2 separate regions of the Mus musculus genome follow, and region 1 is linked to region 2. The links are chromatin contacts, called in public promoter capture Hi-C maps. All regions are on one chromosome and are shown on one strand. The core of a region is the stretch at or near the end of the contact, and the rest is flanking DNA. Distances in the headings are between cores, read along the strand shown.

Evidence for each region. Promoter capture Hi-C pulls out the DNA fragments that hold promoters and counts their contacts.
Region 1: a contact with region 2 is called in a promoter capture Hi-C map of cranial neural crest. The contact joins the promoter of Ankrd13c here to the promoter of Dnajb4 in region 2. A contact is called at or near these places in 3 of 39 promoter capture datasets (the C10 cell line, cranial neural crest and pre-B cells).

Annotation. Positions count from the first base shown.
Region 1 is chr3:157,942,350-157,948,434 of GRCm38.p6, forward strand. It overlaps Ankrd13c (ankyrin repeat domain 13c), which reads left to right and starts at 4,651. Exons shown (of 13, transcript NM_001013806.2): 1 at 4,651-5,607. The coding sequence starts at 5,178.
Region 2 is chr3:152,192,158-152,198,453 of GRCm38.p6, forward strand. It overlaps Dnajb4 (DnaJ heat shock protein family (Hsp40) member B4), which reads right to left and starts at 1,688. Exons shown (of 3, transcript NM_025926.5): 1 at 1,220-1,688. The coding sequence starts at 1,430. It overlaps Gm40180 (a long non-coding RNA gene), which reads left to right and starts at 5,414. Exons shown (of 3, transcript XR_867759.3): 1 at 5,414-5,453.

The sequences.
Region 1 (6,085 bases), core at 3,401-5,900, 5.8 Mb after region 2:
ATTTTGTGTGTGGTAAATTCAGTGCTTGAGTTATGGATTGGATCTTCTATCCTCAATATTTGACTGAAAAGTAAAAATATTTGAGAAGTTAGTAGTTCAGTTCACATCCAGATATTTTAAAGGTCATATTCAACTGAAAGCAAAACACTAAGCTAACTGTGTCCCTCCTTCCTTCCCTTCTTATCCCAGGAGTCCCTCCCTTCCTTTCCTCCTCCATGTCTGGGTGTTAAAGCTTGCTGCTGGTTCTTGGAATTTGTCTCTGCATCTCTCAGAGCCAATCCCCTTTGTGAAATAGTTCTACTATCTTGAGAACTTGGCCTCAACTTCTACTCAGAGATCAGTCCAATTGGCCAACACTAATTAGGTCACCCACTTCCCCACCCAGTGCGAGCTGAGTGTGCTACTGCTTCCTTCTACTCATGTCCTTGATGGAGATCGATCTGAAGAGTCCATCCAGGGTTGGGACTGGCTGAGGGGTTCACCAGGAAGGTCACCAATTCGGGACTCGAAGGGCTACTCGTGAGAACTGGTCTAAGTGTGCTATGTAGGTTATTACATGCTTTCAAGGCAGTTTTAATTGAAGGGGTCCTTCACTCTGGAGCCTTCCAGCATCTGAGAGTCAAGAATCAATTCCAATACAACGGATTGAATTTTATAATACGGTTTCCCAGAGAGAATATGCTATGTAGAGGTATTTCAAGTAAGGTTAAATAGCAGAAAACCAAGCTCAGGGTTTGAGATAGGCAGAGGATGGGACAGCTCTTCTCCCTTATCCAAAGGATCCCAGAAACTACTGCATGGTTTAAGAGAGAGGGGAGGAGGAGTGAGTTAGTTCGTGGAAGCCCTTTGAATGGTGTAAATTTAGGAATGACCACAACTAGCTGACTGTTAAGACACTTGACATTCTTTTTTTTTTTTTAAAGATTTATTTATTCATTATATGTAAGTACACTGTCGTCAGACACTTGAGAAGAGAGAGTCAGATTTCGTTATGGATGATTGTGAGCCATCATGTGGTTGCTGGGATTTGAACTCAGTACCTTTGGAAGAACAGTCAGTGCTCTTAACCGCTAAGCCATCTCTCCAGCCCCCGAATGTGACACTCTTGAGAAGGCCATTTGGGCACTTTTCCTAAGTGCATCTCTTTTTGTTTTAAACATGTTTGCCTCCTCTTAGTAAATCCAAATTCTGCTTTAACTGGCTTGTCCAGTTTTAGGAGAGCAGAGGTCTTTTTGAAGCACACCTGTGGGTGCTGCAGGTACCAGCATGGGAGCAATGCATCTCATCCCTGACACTGCAACGCTAAGTATGGCTCCCTCCTCACAGAACTCAAAGGCCAAGAAGATGAAGGAGGCATATGGAAATTGTAATGGAGAATGAGGAAGAAGGAAAGACAGGAAACATAATTCAGGAGGCTGTGTTGCTGCTAGGAGAGGTGATTTCCAACATGGATCCTAAAGTCTTTTCCTGCCATAGACTTCTTCTTCAATACCACAGAAAACTCTTTTTTTTTTTCCCCGAGACAGGGTTTTCCTGTGTAGCCTTGGCTGTCCTGGATTCAGAAATCTGCCTGCTTCTGCCTCCCAAGTGCTGGTATTAAAGGCGTGTACCACCATGCCCAATTCCACAGAAAACTCTTGTCACTAATATTTGGAATAGATTTTCTGGGAGCATAATATGAATTATAAAGTGCCACACGCTCTGGTTGAGTCAGCTTGACAAGCTGAGAGGCTTGGATGCTACACACGAGGCAGAAGGGTTTCACGGAAACTCACTCCTGGAGTCTGGCGTTCTCTCTAACCCATACATTAATTTTCCATTCCCGAGTTAGTCTAGTGTATGGATCCACGTGCTCTCTTTTAGTATTATCCTATTATAAGTGCCTTTTAAGATTGAATTCTGACATAGCTAAAGCCTTCACCAGTGTTCCAACAGTCCTAGAAAGTCCTTGAGCAAGACCATGGGCTTGGAAATTCAGTAAAAATGTTGCTATTCAGTGACATTCAGAATTGCCTCTGGTACTACACTATCACTTTGAATAAAAACTAAGTCACTGCCCTACACATGAATTTACCATCACCTAGGAAGAAGGGAGTTTCAGACCTAAGGAGAAACCAGAGTAGATACTTAGAACTATAGATAGCTGAGTTATACCCAGACGCACGTATTTACAATGGCCTAGGGGGAAGGTGGACTATACAATAGACTAAAATAGGAACTTTGGCAAGGGCACGAAGCCCTTGACCCTGGCTTCTAAAATTAAGTGAATCTTAGGTGGAGCCCTTGTTTTTTATTTTTTTTTATTACGTATTTTCCTCAATTACATTTCCAATGCTATCCCAAAAGTCCTCCACATCCACCCCCCCCCCCACTCCCCTACCCACCCATTCCCATTTTTTGGCCCTGGCGTTCCCCTGTACTGGGGCGTATAAAGTTTGCCTGACCTATGGGCCTCTCTTTCCATTGATGGCCGACTAGGCCATCTTTTGATACATATGCAGCTAGAGTCAAGAGCTCTGGGGTACTGGTTAGTTCATAATGTTGTTGGTGGAGCCCTTGTTGATCCCAGTTGTTAACAATGAATTCTATCCCAGGTGGTTCCTGTTAGACCTGTGTTTGCATTCCTCTGATTTATGTAAGAATCCAGTAACCTCTTTGTACCTTGTGAGTGTGTCACCCAACTTCCTTATTGTCTTCTGTATAAAAAGTTCGATTTGACAAATTACATTCAGATTCTACACAACCTCTCCTGTGTGCATCTATCTGTCATCCCATCAGACACTTTCCCCACCTGCGACTAGAGACCCATTCCACACAGACAAAGGGATCCAGAGGGTCTGTGGCAATAAAATGTATCAAAATTGCTTCAGAATTTTATAAAAACCAAACTTGTGTATATACTCATCTTTATTAGGTGTAATGCAGATATAGCACTATCATGAAGTTAAAAAACAAAACGAAACAAAAACCAATAAAACAACACAAGGGACTGGGGAGACTGGGCTTTCATAAGTTCTTTAAAACCTCTTTCAGATACTACTTCCTCCACAAAGACTTTTAAAAATGATTTTGTTTATTTTTATTTTATATGTTTTTTTTTTTTTTGCCCGAATGTATATCTGTGTGAGGGTGTTAGGTAGTCAGAAACTGCTGGAGTTACATACAGATAGTTGTAAACTGTCATGTGGGTGCCGGAAGCTGAATCCCAGGTCCTCTGAAAAAGCAGCCACTTCTCTCAACTGCCGATCCTCCTCTCCAAGCCCTTCACAAAGACTTTCTGAAATTTGATTTCTGTGTCAATTTAAACTAATAATTTCCCCTTATGTTATATTGGGATGTTACAGAATCTCAGAATTTACATTTTTCTTGTACTAAATATCTTTAATAGTACTCATATTTTGATGTCCCTACCCATTACATACTATAAGCCTTAAACCTCAAAGTTTAAAGGGATGAGATGTTTGTTTTTTGAGAACAGTCACTTGAGGCAACCTTCCTGTATCTACTTCCCGAGTGCTGGGATTGTAAGCATATACCACCACAATAGGTTGTCTTAAAAAAAAATGTTCATGGTGTTTGATTTCACTGAAAGAACACTTAGGAGTTTTAACATCCATCAAGAGGTAGCAGCCAGTAATTAGGTACATGATTTTGGCTGCCTACCTACTATTTACTGTTTTTTTTTTTTTTTTTTAAGACTAATTTTGTGTGTGTGTGTGGGTATGCACCAGAGGACAATTTGTTGGAATGGGTTCTTTTCTTTTACCATGTGGGTCCCAGGGATTGAATGCTCAGTGGCATGTCATGTCACTGGTCCATCTACTAATTTTGGGACAGCATTCACTCTGTAGCTCAGGCTAGCCTTGAATCCATGTGATCAATCCTTTTGCCCTTCCTCAGTTTCTGGAGTGCTGGAACTTATTGATGTGAGCCACCATGTTCAGTTTAGTTTTCTAAATGTTCACAATTTCATCACACACACACACACACACACACACACACACACACACAGTGCTTTGATTCCCACTCACTACCTCGACTATTCATTCTATACGTCTTATGGCACTTTTGTTCTACACCATTTTATTTCGCTGGGTTACTGTGCAATTCCTGAATCTGATCTAAGATCCGTTTCCTACTTCCAAAGAATTTATGTCCAAAATTCCAAACTGTATAACTAGCACTCTGTGTAAAAACACCAAGGACCTCCAACTTCAATATGCTAAATTTGAACTCATTTTTAAAGGAGTCTTAAGCTTTTTCCGGATTCACTGTATCCCAGAGCATGCTTTCATCATCTCTCACCCGGGTTACTGCCCACTTATTTAAAAACAATTACTCCATTTCCTCAAGTAAGCATCCTCCACATACTTTAACTCTGACGTTTGTCCCAAATACACTCAACTAACAGCTGTTTGAAAAATCCTCCATTCCCGGTGTAATAAACAGCCTTTGAATTCCAAAGTCAGGCCCTAGATTCCTCCAGGATAACTGGCCATCTCTCCTCGCCTACAGCCTTGCCAGCCTGAGCAAGTCCTTGCACAGGTTAGGGAACCCAGCAGAGTCTTAGCGAGTGTTTACTGAAGGTCCAGCGCAGCTGAGTGACGTCACGTCCGATATCCGGTGGTGTCTTCCTACGTCGTTCTGAGGGAGGTTGACAAACAGGGTTTCAGCCTTTAAGCTAGAGTTCGTAACTGCCGTTGACCTCCTCCTTTACGAAGGCCCAGAGCACCAGGTCAGAGCTCTGAGTCTGGGTCTGAATTCAGCCGCAGGGCCCGGCCCAGGGTGGAACCCTGTGCGAGAGGAGCGCGGGCGCTGCCCGGACCCTGACCCAAGCGCAGAAGCGGCCCTCTAACACTCCGCGGCGGCGTTTCCTCCGAAGCTCTCGCGAGAGGAGCCGGGGAAAGATGGCTGCGCCGGGTCTTTCCGAGTGAGGAGGAGGCGGCGGCGGCGGCGCCGGGCGTCGTGCGGTCGTGGTCTCTTGAGCTGCGGCTTTCCTCGTCCGAGACGAGGGCCGCCGCCTCCGGGAGATGCGCGTGTCGCGGACCCGCGGTCGCCCCGGGAGTTCATGCTGCGTGCTAGGCTCGCGGCCGCCGCTCTAATCGCCCGGCGCCGCCGCCGCGCCGGCTCGGCCCGCGGTGAGCCTCCCGGAGCCTGTCCCGCGCGCCGCGGCGGCTATGACCGGGGAGAAGATCCGCTCCCTGCGGAGGGACCACAAGCCCAGCAAAGAGGACGGGGACGTGCTGGAGCCCTGCGAGGAGGAGGCGACAGCCGCGCTCGGCGGCGCCTTCACCGGGGGCAGAAGCGGACCGGGCGGCAGCGGCAAGGGCGGCAAGGCCTGCCATAAGATCTTCAGCCACCACCACCGGCTGCAGCTGAAGGCGCCCGCCGTTCCGGGCCCCGGCGTTCCGGCCCCGCCGCAGCACAACGCAGTGACTGCCACCTGCCCTGCCCCGGCCTGCCTGGGCGGCAGCAACCCCGCTTTAGTCGCTGACGGAGGCGGCTGCCCCTCGCTCTACCCGGTCCACGAGTGCGTCTTTAAGGGGGACGTGAGGAGACTGTCCTCGCTCATCCGCACGCACAATATCGGACAGAAAGATAATCATGGTGAGCTTTGCCTAATTTCCGTCCCCTCGGAGGTGGGGTGGGGGTGACCGTTGGCCTCCGGGTTCCCGGTCCCTTCTCCCGCACCGTGTTTTCCTCTGGCGGAAAACCTCGAGTCTTTTCAGGTGCAGCGAGCGTGCCAGGGGTCAGGGTGCAGCAAGGATGTTTTCTTCTTTTCCACCTGAGCATTTCGGGACAGGTTGCATTTTCTCTGCGGCAGTCTTTGCGAGTGCCAAAAGGTCGGGCTATCTCACATCCAGGCAGGTCTTCTGGGTTTTAGGGAACGTTTCCTTTTTCCCTCCCTCCCTTCTTGCCGGTCTTCACCGCCCAGGTACGCGCAGATAGATGTGAGTTTTTATCCGTCACTGACCTCGTGCTGTAAACACTGGTTTTTGAAAGCCATACTGAAATGTGTCCGCATTTAATTTCCCAAAGCAATTGAAGAGACTTTTGTTTTTGTTGCTCTTTCCACACCAGGACC
Region 2 (6,296 bases), core at 438-2,937:
GTCGGTTTAGTTTGCTTAATGCATGGCCCTGTTTGAAGGACTTCTAATTAGGGAAATCTGGTGTTTAAATGCTATAAACAAGGGGAAAACAGTATGTTTCCATAGCCACCGTGACTTAAAAGACATTAGGGGAAGAATAATGCAAAAGAACTTTAGTCTGTTTTAACACTTGAAAACCCCAGAACTCACGTGAACTAATGCATGGTTGCCGCTGCTGCTGACTGACAATTTCAAACTCCTACTTTATGGCCACATTTACGACATTTATGGACATTTATGGAGATGCTGGACAAAATTCGGAATGGTAAAAGGAGATTCTCAAAGGCTACTGAGCTCACTGAGTCCTGATCTCAGAAGGCAAGAAAAAAAGTATGGCTGAGGGAAAGGGCAGCTGTCATGCTTCCTCTTCAGCCACATAGTAAAATTTCCAAAAGAAATAGTTAACTAAAACAAACTCAGTCATTGTTCCAACTAGGTGGCCATTTTGGGTTAGAGAAGGAGAGGGAGGGCGGGAGGGCGGGGGGGGGGGGGGAGGAAGAGAGGGAGGGAGAAAGAGAGAGAGAGAGAGAGAGAGATCTTGTTCTCCTGGCACAATATTAACTGTTTATAATTAAGCTAAAAACTTGTTCTGGTATTTTATGACATCAGGGAAATTCTTTCCTCTCTAGGCAGATTGCCAAAAACAACTAGAAGCTAAATGCCTGTGCCTTCTGCTTCTACGACACACCACTCCGTCTTGTTCAGTTTCAACTAGCGTCGCTCTAAAAGGACAAAAAACTTCTTGTTTTTCTAAATAAAACATAAATGGCCCAGAATTTGAATTGCCGATCTTAAAATTTTAAGTGACTGAAGATTCTATTAATTCTGGCAATAAAATCATTAAAAACAAAACAGGTTGCATAAGACTTTTAAACAATTCATTCACAGGCATGAGAATTTAAGGTTTCTTTTAAAATATAAAATGCTAAAACAATAAGTCTAACAGGAGAATATGAATAATACAATATTCTAAGAAAAAAACCCACAAAGACAAACATGACATTTCATTCATAGCTCATTCAAATAATCAAGGATTAAACCTTAGTTTTAACCTGTTATTTTTCTTTTTATTTTAGTATGTCTGATGTTCTCATGTAACGATAACCAGAAGGCTGAGAGAGAGAGAAAAAAAAAAGCTACGATTCAGACACTGCCAAAGGTACAGAAATATGCAGCTTACCTTCTTCGCCAAACTGATCATATATTTCTCTCTTTTTAGGATCACTCAGTACTTCATACGCTTCTGCGACCTCTTTAAATTTTTCCTCTGCTTGAGGAGATTTGTTCTTGTCCGGGTGAAATTTGAGGGCTTGCTTTCGGTAAGCCTTTTTAACATCTTCATCTGTAGCTCCTTTGTCAATTCCCAAAATGTGATAATAGTCTTTCCCCATTTCGAATGCCTTGAAATGAACTTAGATTTCCCTTTGTAAAAGAAAACAGCGTCCCCAGGCTTAGCAACACAATGATCCTGAGAAAATAAAGCAAGCTGGGTATCTTACAAGTTAAAGCAAATCAGCAACTCGGCTCAGCTGTCCAGAGGCAGCAGGCAGCGTCTCTATTTAATTCCTCCCCGGCAGCTCACTTACAGATAAATAGACACCGCACGGAGACGGCCTCAGCTAGACCCTCCCACTTCAACTACGTGTCTCTGTACTTTCTAGAACAGCGAACGAACGAACGCTACAGGACGTCACTTTCCCAGCGGCCTCTAGGCAAAGTACTGAGCTGTGCCTCTCCTCCTCCACGATTAACTATTCCCTTTCCTTCGTCCTAGCTGTACCCTTTTATTTCCTGTGGATTTAGCAAACCAGCACAGAATGCCGCAACTACATATACATTTACTCCATTAGAGGTAAAAAGGCAACAGAAATAATTATAGCCATTAGGCATCCCATGTTAAACTGATTATACAGTCAGAAAAGCCCTCAACTTACAGTAGGTATTCTAACTTCAATTTCAAGTTACCTAGCTATAAAATGTGCAGAACTAAAATATGAGGTGTTTACATTTAAAATCTTCAAATAATTTGGGTCATTTTCAAAATTTCTGGGGTCTATCGATCTGAAAAGTGAGGGAGCCACTATATAAAATGTCACATGGTAAAAGGACTGTTATAACATTGAAAAGCAGTATTTTAACATAAATAGGTGACTTAAGAATGGTTTTAACTAGGGGTTCTTTTTTTTGGAGGGGGGATAATACTTAATAAACCATTCCTTATCACAATGAAACGGAAAAGCCCATTCTGAGGGGGTCTTTATACTGCAGGGAATGTAGGGGAGAGAGGATCAGATTCCAGCACGCTCAGGTCAGTGTAACTGTCACCCGGGACCAGTTTACGGCCTGGATGGATTAGTTAGGAGAGGCAGTTAGGTAACAAGTTCCTTCAAAACACATTTCCCCTAATTTTAAGTATTTACTTGTTGACAAAGATTTTTTTGAAACAAGTGGGGGGGGGTTTTCTCCCTATCTTTTTAGTATTCCCTTGTAATATTAGTATATTTCATACCTTTAAAAAACATTTGTTGCGATTTGTTGTAATTTTTTAAATCAACAGTTTTAATCATTTTACATTTATATGTTATCTGATGCTTTCCTTCTTTAAAAATGTATCTTGAATAGATGAGAAATATTTTGAATGTAAATAACTCATCTTTTATCTCTTTTGTGGGTTTTCAATCTGTACCAGCTGGCTTTGTGTGTCAACTTGACACAAGCTGGAGTTATCACAGAGAAAGGATCAGGATCAAACATTTCTTTTTCACATTCCATGTCCCAAAGACCATGGGGAAGTTAACATCAGCAGTCATCATGAGAGTGCGACTCTGAAAGTGCATATGCCATCACACTCACCTATAAATATCTACCTGCTAATACAGGTGTAGGGGGTAGACTTGAGAGAGACTATGAAGAGAAGAGAAACTACAATTAGTAAATTAACTGCATTTAAAAATTGAATTCTTCTATTAACATGAAGCTCGAATTCTCCTTGTTTTATTACAAGTATCTAGCCTGCTGTATCATGCAATAATTCAGGACTCAGAAAAGCATAAATTTATTTTTATGTATATCAAAAAGCTTAAATGTGATTATTTTATCAATGTTAACAGCAACAAAGTTTTTGTGCATAATAGTATGTTGAAGTCAAATGCTACTCTATTTTAATGACAGGTGGATGGGCCAGAGGTAATTAAAACTCTGAAAGTCACTGATTTTGCTCCTAGCACTTTACTCAATGTTCTTACTCGGGATGCTATGCTTTAATAACCGTACAAGAGTGGTCTGTACAGAAGACAGCACTTACACCCCATACCTACAAGTAGAACACATCGTCCAACTGACACCATCTTTCTCTAACTTGATTTTCATTTCTACTTAACAAAAAACTCTTAGCTGTTGTGATGGTTCACACTGGAATCCCAGCACTCAAGGACTGAGGTAGATGAAGGCCAGTGTAAGGCACACAGTGAGCTCAGGGCCAGCTTGAGCTATGTAATAAAACCCTGCCCTTGATATACTGTGAGGAGCACAAAGACATGCGCTGACTTCTAGAACTACTTAGAAAAAAAAATCAATTTTAAAATTAGGTCACTAAAAAGGCTAACGCAGGAGAATGGCTAGTTTTAGGCCAGCCTAGGCTACAGAGAGAGATGCCGTCTCCATTAATTATTAAGATAATCTCAAAAATATTTGAGAACATACTAATATTTTACTGATGTGCTTGTTAAAAATTTTTCTACCAATATTTAATTTTTAAACAGGTCATGTTCAATCCTGGAGTTTTTCTTTTATGTATATGTACTGGCTAGTTTTGTGTCAACTTGACACAGCTGGAGTTATCACAGAGAAAGGAGCTTCAGTTGAGGAAATGCCTCTATGAGATCCAACTGTAAGGCATTTTCTCAATTAGTGATCAAGGGGGAAAGGCCCCTTGTGGATGGGACCATCTCTGGGCTGGTAGTCTTGGGTTTTATAAGAGAGCAGGCTGAGCAAGCCAGGGGAAGCAAGCCAGTAAAGAACATCCCTCCATGGCCTCTGCATCAGCTCCTGCTTTCTGACCTGCTTGAGTTCCAGTCCTGACTTCCTTGGTGATGAACAGCAGTATGGAAGTGTAAGCCGAATAAACCCCTTCCTCCCCAACTTGCTTCTTGGTCATGATGTTTGTACAGGAATAGAAACCCTGACTAAGACAGTATATGAGCACAATGTAGCTGTCTTCAGACACACCAGAAGAGGGCATTGGATCCCATTACAGATGGTTATGAGCCACCATGGGATTGCTGGGAATTCAACTTCAGATAATCTCAAATACTTGAGAACAGATCAATATTTTACCAATGTACTTAGAGTTTCTCATATAATGAACTTATATTAGAAAATCATGACCTCTAGTTCCCTACACTTCCTACCCAAAGATTAGGAATTTTTAGCCTCTTTTATTCTATGTTCTTAGTGCTTCTGACAGTTGCATATCTAACCTCAAAGCTAAGTGTGCCCAATGGTCACTACATCTGTCAAGGCAGCAGATATGGCAGTGCACTAACTGCAAATCTTGGCAGGCTGAGGCAGAAAGACTGCTGTTGAGCTTTAGTACAGCCTGGACTATAGAGTGAGCCGCAAGTCATCATCATGGGCTACATGGCAAAGAAAGAAAGAAACAGACAGACAGAGGGAGAGAGAAAGAGAGAGAGAGGGAGAGGGAGGGAGGGAGGGAGAGAGAAAGAAAGAGACAGAGGGAGAGAGAAAGAGAGAGAGGGAGGGAAGGAGGGAGGGAGGGAGGGAGGGAGGGAGGGAGGGAGGGAGGAAAAGAAAGGACAGAACAGAGAGAGAGAGAAAGAGAGAGAGAGGGAGGGAAGTAGGGAGGGAGGGAGGGAGAGAGAGAAAAAAAGGACAGAACAGAGAGGGGGGAGAGAGAGGGAAGGAGGGAGGGAGAGAGAGAGAGAGAGAGAGAAAGAAAGACAGAATATAGAGAGGGGGAGAGACAGAGAGAGAATATGAATTTTAAGGGCTGGAGAAAAGTGGTAAAAATGCATGTCTGCCTTGTATCAGACCCTGGGTTTAATCCCCAGGGGACAGAAAGGAGGAAGAAGGAAGAAAACCCACAGTGGGACTAAGGAACATCTAAACAATTATTTAAAGTACTTGTTAAAAGCAGTCTCTGGAGTCAAGCTGTGGTGGTTTGTTTATGCTCAACCCAAGAAGAGACACTAGGTGTGGTCTTGTTGGAGTAGGTGTGTCACTGTAGGCGTGGACTTTAAGACTATCATCCTAGCTGCCTGGAAGTCAGTATTCTGCTAGCAGCCTTCAGATGAAGATGTAGAACTCTCAGCATCTCCTGCACCACGTCTGCCTGGATGATAAAGGACTGGCACCATGTTCCTGCCTTGATGATAATGGACTGAACCTCTGAACCTGTAAGCCAGCCCCAATTAAATGTTGTCCTTAAAAGAGTTGCCTTGGTCATTGTGTCTGTTCACAGCAGTAAAACCCTAGGACACAGCCTTGCTGGATTAGAATTCTGGTAATGTCACTCACCAGTTGTGTGGCCTGAGATCGAAACTCTATGTCTCAGTTTCTCTATCTGTCAGTGGGGTTAATATCGACTTTGTAGGGCTGCCATGTGGATTAAATAAGCTAACACACTATATTTAAATATCACTGACACTGTGAAGATTAAAGGTGTCAGATACTTTTTATGATTTTATTATATGAAATCCAACAACTTACTTTCAGAAAACAATCATGTCATGTGTAACACTGTTATTTATAAAATTACACCCACACACATAAATGCAAAAAAAGCTATGTTTGGCTCTTTCCGAATATTCCTGTTAATATATGCTATTTACAAACCTGGATTCTGTTCATCCCAGCATTTGAGAGGCAGAAGCAATTCATCTCTGTGAGTTAAGAGGCCAGCCTGACCAACAAAGTGAGTTCCAAGAAAGTCTAGGTTGCTATGTAGAGAAACCCCGTCTCAACAAACAAACAAAAAACAAAAGACAAAGCAAAACAAAAAAAGCTACAAATGTCTCATAAAGACATAAGTATGTGTCTATTTATTTATGCTCCTGGTTTCTAATGTCAGCTCTGCCACTTAACCAGGTAAAACCTGCTCTAGAGTTAAACTTAAAAGATTATTATTAATCCAGGTGTGGCAGTGTAAACCTTTAATTCCATCAGAGGCAGGAGACTCTCTATGACTTGGAGACCACTCTGATCTACACAGTGAATTCCAGGACATTCATGGCTATGTG